2 separate regions of the Hordeum vulgare genome follow, and region 2 is linked to region 1. A link is a contact called in public Hi-C data. All regions are on one chromosome and are shown on one strand. Each heading gives the region's core, a stretch centred on a gene start, on an enhancer-like site or on the middle of the called end of the contact. The rest is flanking DNA. Distances are from core to core; before and after follow the strand shown.

Region 1 (5,445 bases), core at 2,304-4,803:
TTAGAAGGATTTCTAAGAAATGAAAGTACCTGGTAATTCAATTGGCGTGTGCGAGCTATAGTAACTGGTCCACTAGGTATAACAGGTGTAACAATGGTATCGATGTCCTCATCAGCTATTCTTTGTTGTCTAGCCCCTTTGCCGTCTGCTGGTCTAGAAAGACCGACGACAAAGATCTTTGCTGTTCGTTGCCTCCTGATAGACGACAAAGAATGTCTTTACCGTGACTTTCAGTGCCGAAAGTTGGGTCGTCAGCCAACAGACGACAAAGGTCTTTGTCGTCCGTGACCTAGTCCTTTGTAGTCTGCTATGGCACACAACAAAAAAGCTGAGTCCTATAGTGCACGGATGGGGTCCACCCACAAGGGGTCCATGAAGAAGCGCCCTTGTCTATTCCATCATGGCTTACGTCCACACGGGACTAGCCTCACTCACGTAGATTTTGCGAAGTAGGCGATCTTCTTGCCCATACAAACTTATTGGTTCAACTCTACAACATGAAGTAGGAGGCTCCCAAGCGACACCTAACCAATCTAGGAGGCACCATCCTCCAAAAGGTAATAGTTGCGGTAGAACGATGAACTCCTTGCTCTTGTGCTTCAAAAGATAGTCTCCTCAACACTCAATCACTTTCTCACAGATTTGGCATGGGTAGGAGAGATTGATTTTGTGGAAAGCAACTTAGGGAGGCTAGTGATCAAGTTTCAAATGAATGGATTGGAATATCTTGATCTCAACACATGAGTAGGTGGCTCTCTCTCTTAGAAAAATGGATCTCGCAAGTGTGTGTGTTGTGAGTGCTTCCTCTACGAACGAGAGGAGCTGGATGGGTATATATAGGCATCCCCCAAATCCAACCATTACAACATTATTGCCCAACTCGGTGACACCGAAATGAATCTCGGTGGTACCGAGTTGCACTAAATATGGCAACTTTTGAATTCTCGGTGAGACCGATATATGAATCTCGGTGGTATCGATACGACGACCTAGGGCAGTTTCCAAATCTCGGTGGTACCGATTTCAATCTCGGAAATTCCGATTCTTGAAATAGAGAAACCAGAGAGTTGGTCAGTGACTTTCAGTGCCACCGATGTGGAACTTGGTGGTACCAAGATATTAGGCTTTGGCAAAGGATCTATCACTGGGAAAATCGGTAGGGCCGAACGGGAAACTTGGTGGCACCAATTTTGTTGTGTTGGCTTGGGACAGAGATTTTTGTGAGAGAAATGTTGAGTATTTTTGGTGGCTATCTCTAAGCATTTGAGCAACCAATTCATCATAATACCTCACCCCCTTTTAATAGTATTGGCTTTCCTATGAACTAAAAAGTGATTTCTCACAAATGTAAAATGTAGAGTCCTCTTGCTTGAAGCTTGAGTCAATCCTATTGCTTTCGTTGCATCAAGGGGTTTCTCCTCACAATCCTTTAGCCAGTGCATCTTTGAACTTTTCTGAAATATACTTGGATAAGATCATTAGTTCAATGATACATATGTTATTATTAATTAACAAAACTACCTAAGGGAGAAATTGTGCTTTCAGATACACACAAGGCATTCTCTCGTGTGAGGGAGTTGCATGACCTCATGCTCTTAGGAACAGATACTTGACATGAAGAAAGCATTAGAAATAAGCTAAGTGATACGATCATAAGCTATGTTTACGGTCGGGTCTTATCCATCACTTCATTCGCCTAATGATGTAATCCCATTATCAAATGGCAACTCATGTCTATGGTTATGAAACCTTAACCATCTTTGATCAACAAGCTAGTCTAGTAAAGGCTCACTAGGGATACCGTGTTGTCTATGTATCTGCACATGTATCTGTGTTTTCGATCAATACAATTCAAGCATGGATAATAAACGATTATCATGAACAAAGAAATATGATAATAAACAATTTATTATTGCCTCGAGAAAATATTTTCAACTGTTAGGTCTCAAGACGAGCGAAGGGCTCAAGCAGTTTCAAATTGGAAAATCATGGGAAGGGTAACAGTTTTCCCGATGAATATGACTAGTGGGACATGGTCAGAAACAAATCTAGTTAGGGAAACCATAGTTAAAATTTGAAGAAAAGGTCCATCGTGAAAGTCGTTTACATTACTTTACATTACTGTAATTTGCGAGAACCATATGCATGAAAGCATCTTGTGTTTTTGTCTCTTTCAATGGCAACCGTGAATCCTTTTTTTCAATAGAGAACATTTATTCAACTGTTCACTCGAGGATTTAGATGACAGCGCATCTAAGACCCTAATTGGATAGGAACCTTATTTCCTCGTATTGGTGTATTGCATGCGAGGAGATGGGATGTTGCCATATTTTGAATGCAAAGCACGACCGCTTGATGGCGATGGCTAAAGCAAGCACACTGTTTGAATGATGATGGGCCAAATCCTAGGTCATTGGATTGTTGGGCCACAAGTGCCCAATCATTTTCAAACCCGAAAACCGCGGGAAGGGAGCGGTAGTAGGGTGGGGGGCATGGTTGTAAACAAACCTAGTTAGGGAAGTGATGGTTGAAATTTGAAATTCTTTTATGTCAAACGTCGTTTAGAAATTTGCAATCATATTTACTTTATTTTACTATAATTTGCTAGGAGCATAGATATGTAGATATTTTCTGTTTTGTCTCCTTTGATGTTAGCATTGAATTTCACTTCTTTGTCAACACGAACATTTCTCTAATTGTTCGCATGACGAACAACTACTGAACGTGACATAACGTTGGGCCCTAAGACGAGTAAAGGTCTCGAGTGTTTTTAAATCAAAAAATCGCATCAAGGTGGACAGTTGTATTGACGAATATTACTAGCATGACATTAGGAAAACATATCTACTCCTACTTAGGAAAGTAATAGTTAAAATTTGGAGGAACAAAAACATATCTAGAAAGCCTTTATGCAAACACAAAAAGCCATAGAAACATAATAGCACTTTGATCCCACATTAATTTAGAACACATCTGTCATGTACTTTCTTTGTTTTTAAATATTTTTTTTTTGATATTTCACTACGAAATACTTTCTTTGTAAACTAATATAAGAGCAACCGAACCCGCGAGCTAAAGTTGTGGTTTAACGACACTTTCCAAAACCCAGACGTCCGCTTTATAAGACATTCTGCTGATTGCCTATTCAGTTGCACCTAGCCCTTACTTTGCAGAGGGAGTACATACGGATGCATATAGACATATTTTAAAGCATAAATTCACTCAATTTGTTTCGTATGTAGTCTATATAAAAAAATATGAAGACTTAAGAGTATTTAGAAACTGAGGGAGTATCATTGAATCTGGAATAAAAAATCTACCCCACACACACCGCAGCATCACAGATAAATCCTGCGTCAACGTCAGCAATCTCGTCAACAAAATCATGACTCGCTCGCTCGATCCATGGCCCCTTCGTTTGAGCGCATCACGTTTTAAGTTAGAACACCTGCGGTCGCGTCACGTTTTCAGCTTCAGAACCGCTCCAGCCCGGCCGCGTTTTCCATCCCCGCTGCACCGCAAAAGGCACGCGCGCGCAACAAAAGGAGAAAGACTTTCCGGTCCTCTCGCCGACCACCTCACCCCTCCACTGTTACACTCAACTCTGTCTCCCTCCCCACCCCACACCCCTCCTCCTTCCCTACCGAGACGCCCTCCACAGATCCAAGGAGCGTCGCCACCGCCACCGCCACCACCTCCGCCGCGGCCCGGTAAGCCTCCTCCCTCCCGTCCAGCCACCCCGCCGCCGCCACGAGCCGGCCCGTCACCCCCCTCCCCACGGCGTCAACGTTGTTCATTCCCCCTCCCGGCCATCCCGCGAGCGAATCCTCGCCAAGGCGGGGAGGGGCGAAAGAAAAAGACGGGTCTCTCTCCATCTTATTCTTATTCGCCTCCCTTCTCCTTTCGCGAAAGAACAAAAGAAATCATGGACGGGAAAGGCCGGCCGAGCTTTTGCGCTCTTTCTCGCGAGCGCGCGTCCAGAGGCCACCAGCGTAGGCCGGCGTAGTATATAGGTTGGCGCCGCCAGTTGCCGCGCGCCACGCTTTCTCGAATTCCTCGTTCCCTGGCGAAGGGCGCTGCTTTAGATCTGCGCGCGGCGTCCTCTCCTCGCTCCTGGCACTCGCTGGTTGGTGTGAGTGCGAGTGAGGCGATGCTTAACAAAGCTTAATTCCTTGGCTGGGCTGGCTTTTGGTTGGTGCTCGCATCTTGCTGCTGCTCTAGCAGCAGCGTTTGGTTCTTGGATGGATAGGTTTCCTGATTTGGGTCCTCGCTACCAGTGACCGGCCCGCTTTGCGCCAAGAGGGGGTGCTATTTTTAGCGCCCGCGTGCGCTGCTCTAGGCGCTCTGCCATATCTGGCCTGCTTCTTGGACTGGTAAAAGAAAGCTCATCTTTCCTCCCCTTCTCCCGGCCATCTCCCCTCGGTTCGACCTCATTTCTTCCTGTAGTTCTGTTGAAGTTGCAGCGTGCGACCTCTCTCTTCGCAGCTCAGGGGAAGCTTTGCAGTTGTGTTCGTCCTGGTGTGTTTTTTTCCCTCTGGGAATTTTATCGTCATCGCTGGGTTTTATTTTTCCTGTACCTTGGTAGCTGCTCCTTTATGGTGGTCTTGCCATATTGGCAATTTATTATCTCGAAATAAATGTTGGTTATCTGGATTTTTTTTTTCATACCATAGGAAAGCACATTCGTACTGTTAATGTGAGTCACCTCGAAATTCTGAATGTGCTGCTTCAAGCCTTCAACTATGTGAACTAAGGAGATTTTATCGGAGATTCATGTATGATTGTTCCTGAAACAGGTGGATCATACAACTTGCATGATCAGTCCTGGAAGGATCAGGGATGGAAGAGCACGGTGAGCAGAGATGTTGGGAGGACCTATTGCCAGATGCCCTGGGGCTCATCTTCCGCAACCTCTCCCTTCAGGAGATGCTCACCGTGGTTCCCCGGGTTTGCAAATCCTGGAGCCGGGTGGTCTCAGGTCCCTACTGCTGGCAGGAGATCGACATCCAGGAGTGGAGCCAGCAGCAGAACAAGCCTGACCAGCTCGCCCGCATGGTTCATACGCTCGTCACTCGCAGCGATGGCTCGTTCCGCCGCATTAGCGTGTCCGGGCTTCCAAGCGACTCGTTGTTCACCTTCATCGCAAACCAGTAAGTAGTGTCCTTCTGTCGAAATCATTTTTATGTTTGATGATGCTTTGCTCTGATAAGATTTGATAACCTAGATGGGAACGGTATATTAGTTTTATTAGTTGTGAACCATTAGCTGGTGGGAATGTGCATGTTGCTGTAGTGCTTGTTCAGATTCGACAGCATCCTTGCATAATGCAGGAAGGCTCTTGTGCAAAATATGGTTTAGGTTGCCACAAGGTATAGTGGCAGGTGAAATATCATGGCTTTGTGATTGCATTATAGGAGTTGCATCACTAAGGCGGTTAGGGAGGAG
Region 2 (5,246 bases), core at 609-3,108, 210 kb before region 1:
TTTTTGCAAAATTATGTAATTCATAAAAACAATTTGAATTCACGAACTTTTCCCGGATTAATGAACTTTTTTTAAATAATTTGTTGACTTTTTCAAAATCCTGGAGTTCTTGCAACTTCCAAAAAATTTGCCAGATTCACAAACCTTTTTTGTCAATTTTCTTTGAATTATTGATTTTTTTTTCTAATTGTTTATGAATTATAAAGAAAAACAATTGGAAGTCCACTGACAACGATCCATTGGTCAAACCGATGCAGCGTTCAACCGACTGAACAGGCGACCGGGCAGGCCGCTTGGGGTACACGTGAACGCGCCAACTCACCTTTTCAAGCGCCTAAGGCACAGAATAGGACGAGACATCCTCGCCAGCACTTACGCTCCCGTCTACATGGCCCTACTCAACAACAAGCTGAAGATCTCGCTCGGCCAGTGCTAGGCGCGGGCGCGCCGGCCTGAGGGTTAGCACCGGTCGTGCAGCAGCCGTCGGATCAGGGCCCCCTGACTGTCAGATCTGCTCGCACGAGCCCTCATCGCCCCGTCATCCTCGCACGCGCTGCCGTCCCAGCACGCGCCTCGCCCCCGTCGATGTCCCAGCACGCGCCGACCGCTTCGCCTCCTCACCGTTGGTCGCCCTCACCGTCGGTCGCCGCCGGTCATCGCCTTAGCCGCCCGTCGAAAGCATCATGGATGTAGCCCGTCGGTCTTCACCTCGTTTCGGTCGCATCTCACCCCCTGTGTTGCAGACGCTGGATAAAAAGTTTCAACCGTGTGTAGAAAAAGCTTCAACCGTTAAAAAAAAGCTTCAACCAAAAACTTCACGAGGGAAAGTTGCAAACGTTGACTGAAAAAGCTTCAACTGTGTATGAAAAAAGTTTCAAACGCCGCTCCGACTCCAGCATCTCGCGTGGTCACTCCTCAAAAAGTTTTAACCGTGTATAGAAAAGCTTCAACCAAAAACTTCACGAGGAAAAGTATGATTTGCCTTGCAGCTTTTTATATGTATGATTGCAGCTTTTTTAATCAACGGTTGAAGCTTTTTTAAATAGCCGTTGCAGCAATTTTGAGTGACGTTTTGTTAACACTTGTATACGTGCGCCCCGGCCATGGCGGGCAGACGACGAGGACGACGGACGAAAGCTGGATCCGGCGATGCGGACGGTCGACGGTGGCGGAAACTGGCGATTCGGGCGGGCCGACGGGGGCAGGGACCGGCGCAGCGACGACGGCGGCGCAGGGGCGCGCAGATGATGCGGCGCAGCGCGAGCCGTTCGAGATGGGGAGGAAATCGCGGACCGTTCAGGATGGAGAGGAGCTCGAGAGATCAACGACGCGCATGCGTCCGACCGAAGCGTTCCGCCGGCGCACAGGTGGTAAACGTTTTCCATCTCGCTCACAATGCCTTCGTTTCTTTTGTATACGGTCAGTTCGGTGTTGCCCAGTCCGCCATTGACTTTTAGAAATAAAAGAAGGAGAATTTTGGAAAATTATGAATTCGAAGACAAATGCTTGTGAATTTTAAAAAGGTTGCGAACTCGAAAAAGTTGATGGATTCAAAAAATTGTTCACAAACTCAAAAAAGTTCATGAAGTAAAAAAAATGGTTTGAGAAAGAAAATTTACGAACTCAATTTTTTTCGGGGTTTGAAAATAATTCACGGATTAATGAAACGTGATTTTTTTTTTTAAAATCACGCATTAATGAGACGTGGATTTAAAAATAATTCATGGATTTGAAGAAAAATCCTTCATTTGGGCCGACCTGTCAGATCCGTCCGAAACCGAGGTAACCGATTGACGGCCCAACGGAAGCAGCCATTTCCTTTCCGCGTGTCGCAAGTTAGCAACTCCTCTTCCCCTGCGTCAGTGCCTCCCCCAAGTATCCCCTCCTCGCCGACCCAAACGAGCAGAGCTCCCCGCCCGCGATCCCCCGCCGCCGGCAGCCATGTCCAACCCCGAATCGACCCCTCAAGCCGCCGCGCCATCCACCTCCCCTCCCTCCCACGCCGGCCACACCCACACCCACACCCCGCTCTGCCGCTCCTGCGGCGCGCCCGCCGCGGCGCCCGCCCCCGCCCCCTGGACCGGGGATTCCCCGCCGCCCGCCTACCGCCCCATCCGCATGCCGGCCATCAACGCGCCCACCAACACCGCCGCCATCGTCCTCTCCCCGGTCCCGCAGCCCCTCCCGGTCCCGCCCGCCTCGCCGCCCTTCGCCTTCCAAGCCCCCGCCAAGCGCATCGCGTCCCCCGACGACATCGCCCGCTTCAAGGACTCCACCCACGGCCGCCACTTCCTCGGCTTCGTCGCCTTGCTCTCCGCCTCCGTGCACGGCCGCAAGCTCTCCGACCCGCTCCCCTCCCCTCCCTCCCCCGCCGTCTCCGCCCTCCTCGACCTCATCTCCGCGCTGTCCGCCTTCGTCGCGTCCACCCCGCCGTTCCCGCACAGCTCCCGGTACGGCAACCCCGCCTTCCGCCTCTGGCACGAGAAGCTCGCCGACTCCGTCAACGACCTGATCGCCCCGATCACAGCCACCGCCGCGTCCCCCTCGGACCTCGCCGGCGCCGAGCTCGAGCTCGCGCCCTACCTCCTCGACTCCTTCGGCAACGGCTCCCGCATCGACTACGGCACGGGGCATGAGACCAACTTCGCTGCCTTCCTCTACTGCCTGGCGCGGCTCGGGCTCATCACCGAGCCCGATTACCCAGCCGTCGTGCTACGCGTGTTTGCTTCCTACCTCGACCTCATGCGCACGCTGCAGGACACGTACCTGCTGGAGCCTGCGGGCTCCCACGGCGTCTGGGGGCTAGATGATTACCATTTCCTGCCCTTTGTGTTCGGTGCTGCGCAACTGATTGATCACAAGTACATGAAACCCAAGTCGATCCACAACCCGGATATCTTGGAGAACTTCTCCAAGGAGTACATGTACTTGGCGTGCGTCATGTATGTGAAAAAAGTGAAGAAGGGGCCCTTTGCAGAGCATTCGCCGATGTTGGATGATATCAGCGCCGTGCCCAACTGGAAGAAGGTGAACAGTGGGCTGCTCAAGATGTACAAGGCTGAAGTGCTTGAGAAGGTGCCCATCATGCAGCATTTCCTCTTTGGCTCACTTATCAAATGGTATGGATCCTGAACACTCTCTAATCATGGTGTAAGTTTAGCTGATGCCCAACTATTGGATCCTGTTAGTTAATATGTGCATCTCCTATCTACTCCCTCTGTACCTAAGTAATTGCCAACTACAATTGTCTAGGTACAGAGGGAGTAGGAAATAGACAGAGATCAGTTAGTGCTTCAGTTTCTTTCCCAAGTAAGCTTCAAAATAGCATACTGATTTCAGGGCCGAGCTAGTTCTAGTAAAGGACTCCGTTCCGTAGCTGTAGAAGGAAGACATTTTCAGGCTCATGTACAACATGAGATTATGTGCCAACTATCCGACCCCTACTGAATATCAACCATATTGGGAACTAACAGATTGGATCTGTATGCATAGTTGAGTGCTATAATATTAGTAAGAGCAAAGTGCTACCTAAAGTTTTTAAAAACTGCCAAGAACACCTTGCACGAAATTGTTTCTGTATGTATTAGGTTGGAATACAAAACTTTGTACGCACGTGCTGTAATCTTATGCTATTTCCACGTTGACATCATCTTATTAAGAATGGATTAAACCTCAGTTGATCCAATACTGATTTGACTTTTGATCTATGTGTTAGGGCGTACTAACAGAATGACTTTTCAAGACATCTCTAGGTTTTAACCAGTAAAAACATTTGCGCCCCTGTTTCTTCTTGCTGTAGTCAAATAAATTGAAATAATTTGCTAGTTTGATCGTGTTTTTCTCAATTGTTCAAGGGTCTTTTAGTTCCAGCGAACATTCCCTCCATGAGGTTCGGCTGGTTTAGGAGATCATTGAAATACATTGTAGTCAGATAAATTGAAATAATTTGCTAGTTTGATCGTGTTTTTCTCAATTGTTTAAGGGTCTTTTAGTTCCAGCGAACATTCAGTTTTGTATCTGCGTCCGTATCGTATTCATTTCTGGGCCTTTTGTATTCGTTTCCACTTCTGGAAAACATTATGAAAACAAATGCTGCAGCACTCAGTTCCTTCTGTTTTCATCCCTACCTGTAAGCTGATGTAACCTTTCTTTTTAGTAGCTAACTCCGCCACAATGCTAAAATTTCTGCAGTTTCTACATTTATTACTTTGTGATGCAAAAGAGTTGACAGAAAAGTTCTGTTCTCACCCAGTCTTGTGAAAACTCTCTTCTGGCATTTTAATGGAACTTTGAGTACATTCAACAACAGCAACAACAACAAAGTCTTTTAGTCCCAAACAAGTTGGGTTAGGCTAGAGTTGAAACCCATAAGATCTCGAAACCAACTCTTGGTTCTGGCACGTGGATAGCTAGCTTCAACGCACTCCTGTCCTGGCTAGTTCTTTGGTGATATTCTGGTCCTTCAGATAGACTATTTCTGTTGAAAGAGCAGTATAATTTTGCTGTTGTGGTTATAACGAAAATGCTATGTTAGATGCTTTCAGGTTGCTAGTATGTCCTCGGGACACCTTGGAAGCGCTAACGTAAGTATCTCTTGTAGCCTGAAAGAAAGAAGATACCAACTAACTATCAATGCCCAGATGCTTTTTCAGCACATGCTGAACTGGAGTTGATGCTATGATTTAGTGCAATAAACAGAGAAAATAATTGAATAATCTTAGCAATGCCCTCCGTCTAGGACCTCCACGCTGATATCCTGGATTGCATTAGCATTCTTCTCATGACATCGAGATCAATATAGCCATTTCATGGTCTGATATTGCATTTTGTACATTATCAACACCAATTTCCTGTACGGGATGGTTCTTGTTTTATTTTGTTTGTTCAAAATGGCTATTTCTGAGTTCTGACAATCAGTATGCCAGATGATGGTAGAGTTGATATTTGTCATTGAATTGCTATATCCATCCATTTTGAGGCCTATAGGTGAATGTGATACATTGTTCCCTGATTGTGTCGTTGAGCTATTTCTGAGTTCTGACAATCAGTATGCCAGATGATGCTAGAGTTGATATTTGTCATTGAATTGCTATATCCATCCATTTTGAGGCCTATAGGTGAATGTGATACATTGTTCCCTGATTGTGTCGTTGAATTACCACACTCTTATGCACGCACATGACCTGGTTTTCTGCAGATTCTGCATTATTCCCCATTGGTCTGCATCCTTCTAATTGAGATGCATA

The links. A called contact is a pair of places that touch in the nucleus more often than the background predicts.
Region 2: a Hi-C map of leaf shows a contact between it and region 1, with 5 times the contacts expected there. The contact joins the promoter of LOC123408794 here to the promoter of LOC123408839 in region 1. A contact is called at or near these places in 4 of 6 Hi-C or Micro-C datasets (leaf and seedling) and 1 of 1 datasets of contacts at active chromatin or transcription factors (embryo).

Annotation. Positions count from the first base shown.
Region 1 is chr7H:83,304,097-83,309,541 of MorexV3_pseudomolecules_assembly, reverse strand. LOC123408839 (F-box protein FBW2) reads left to right here and starts at 3,553. Exons shown (of 3, transcript XM_045101881.1): 1 at 3,553-3,710; 2 at 4,797-5,150. The coding sequence starts at 4,840.
Region 2 is chr7H:83,517,351-83,522,596 of MorexV3_pseudomolecules_assembly, reverse strand. LOC123408794 (serine/threonine-protein phosphatase 2A activator) reads left to right here and starts at 1,858. Exons shown (of 2, transcript XM_045101836.1): 1 at 1,858-3,119. The coding sequence starts at 1,942.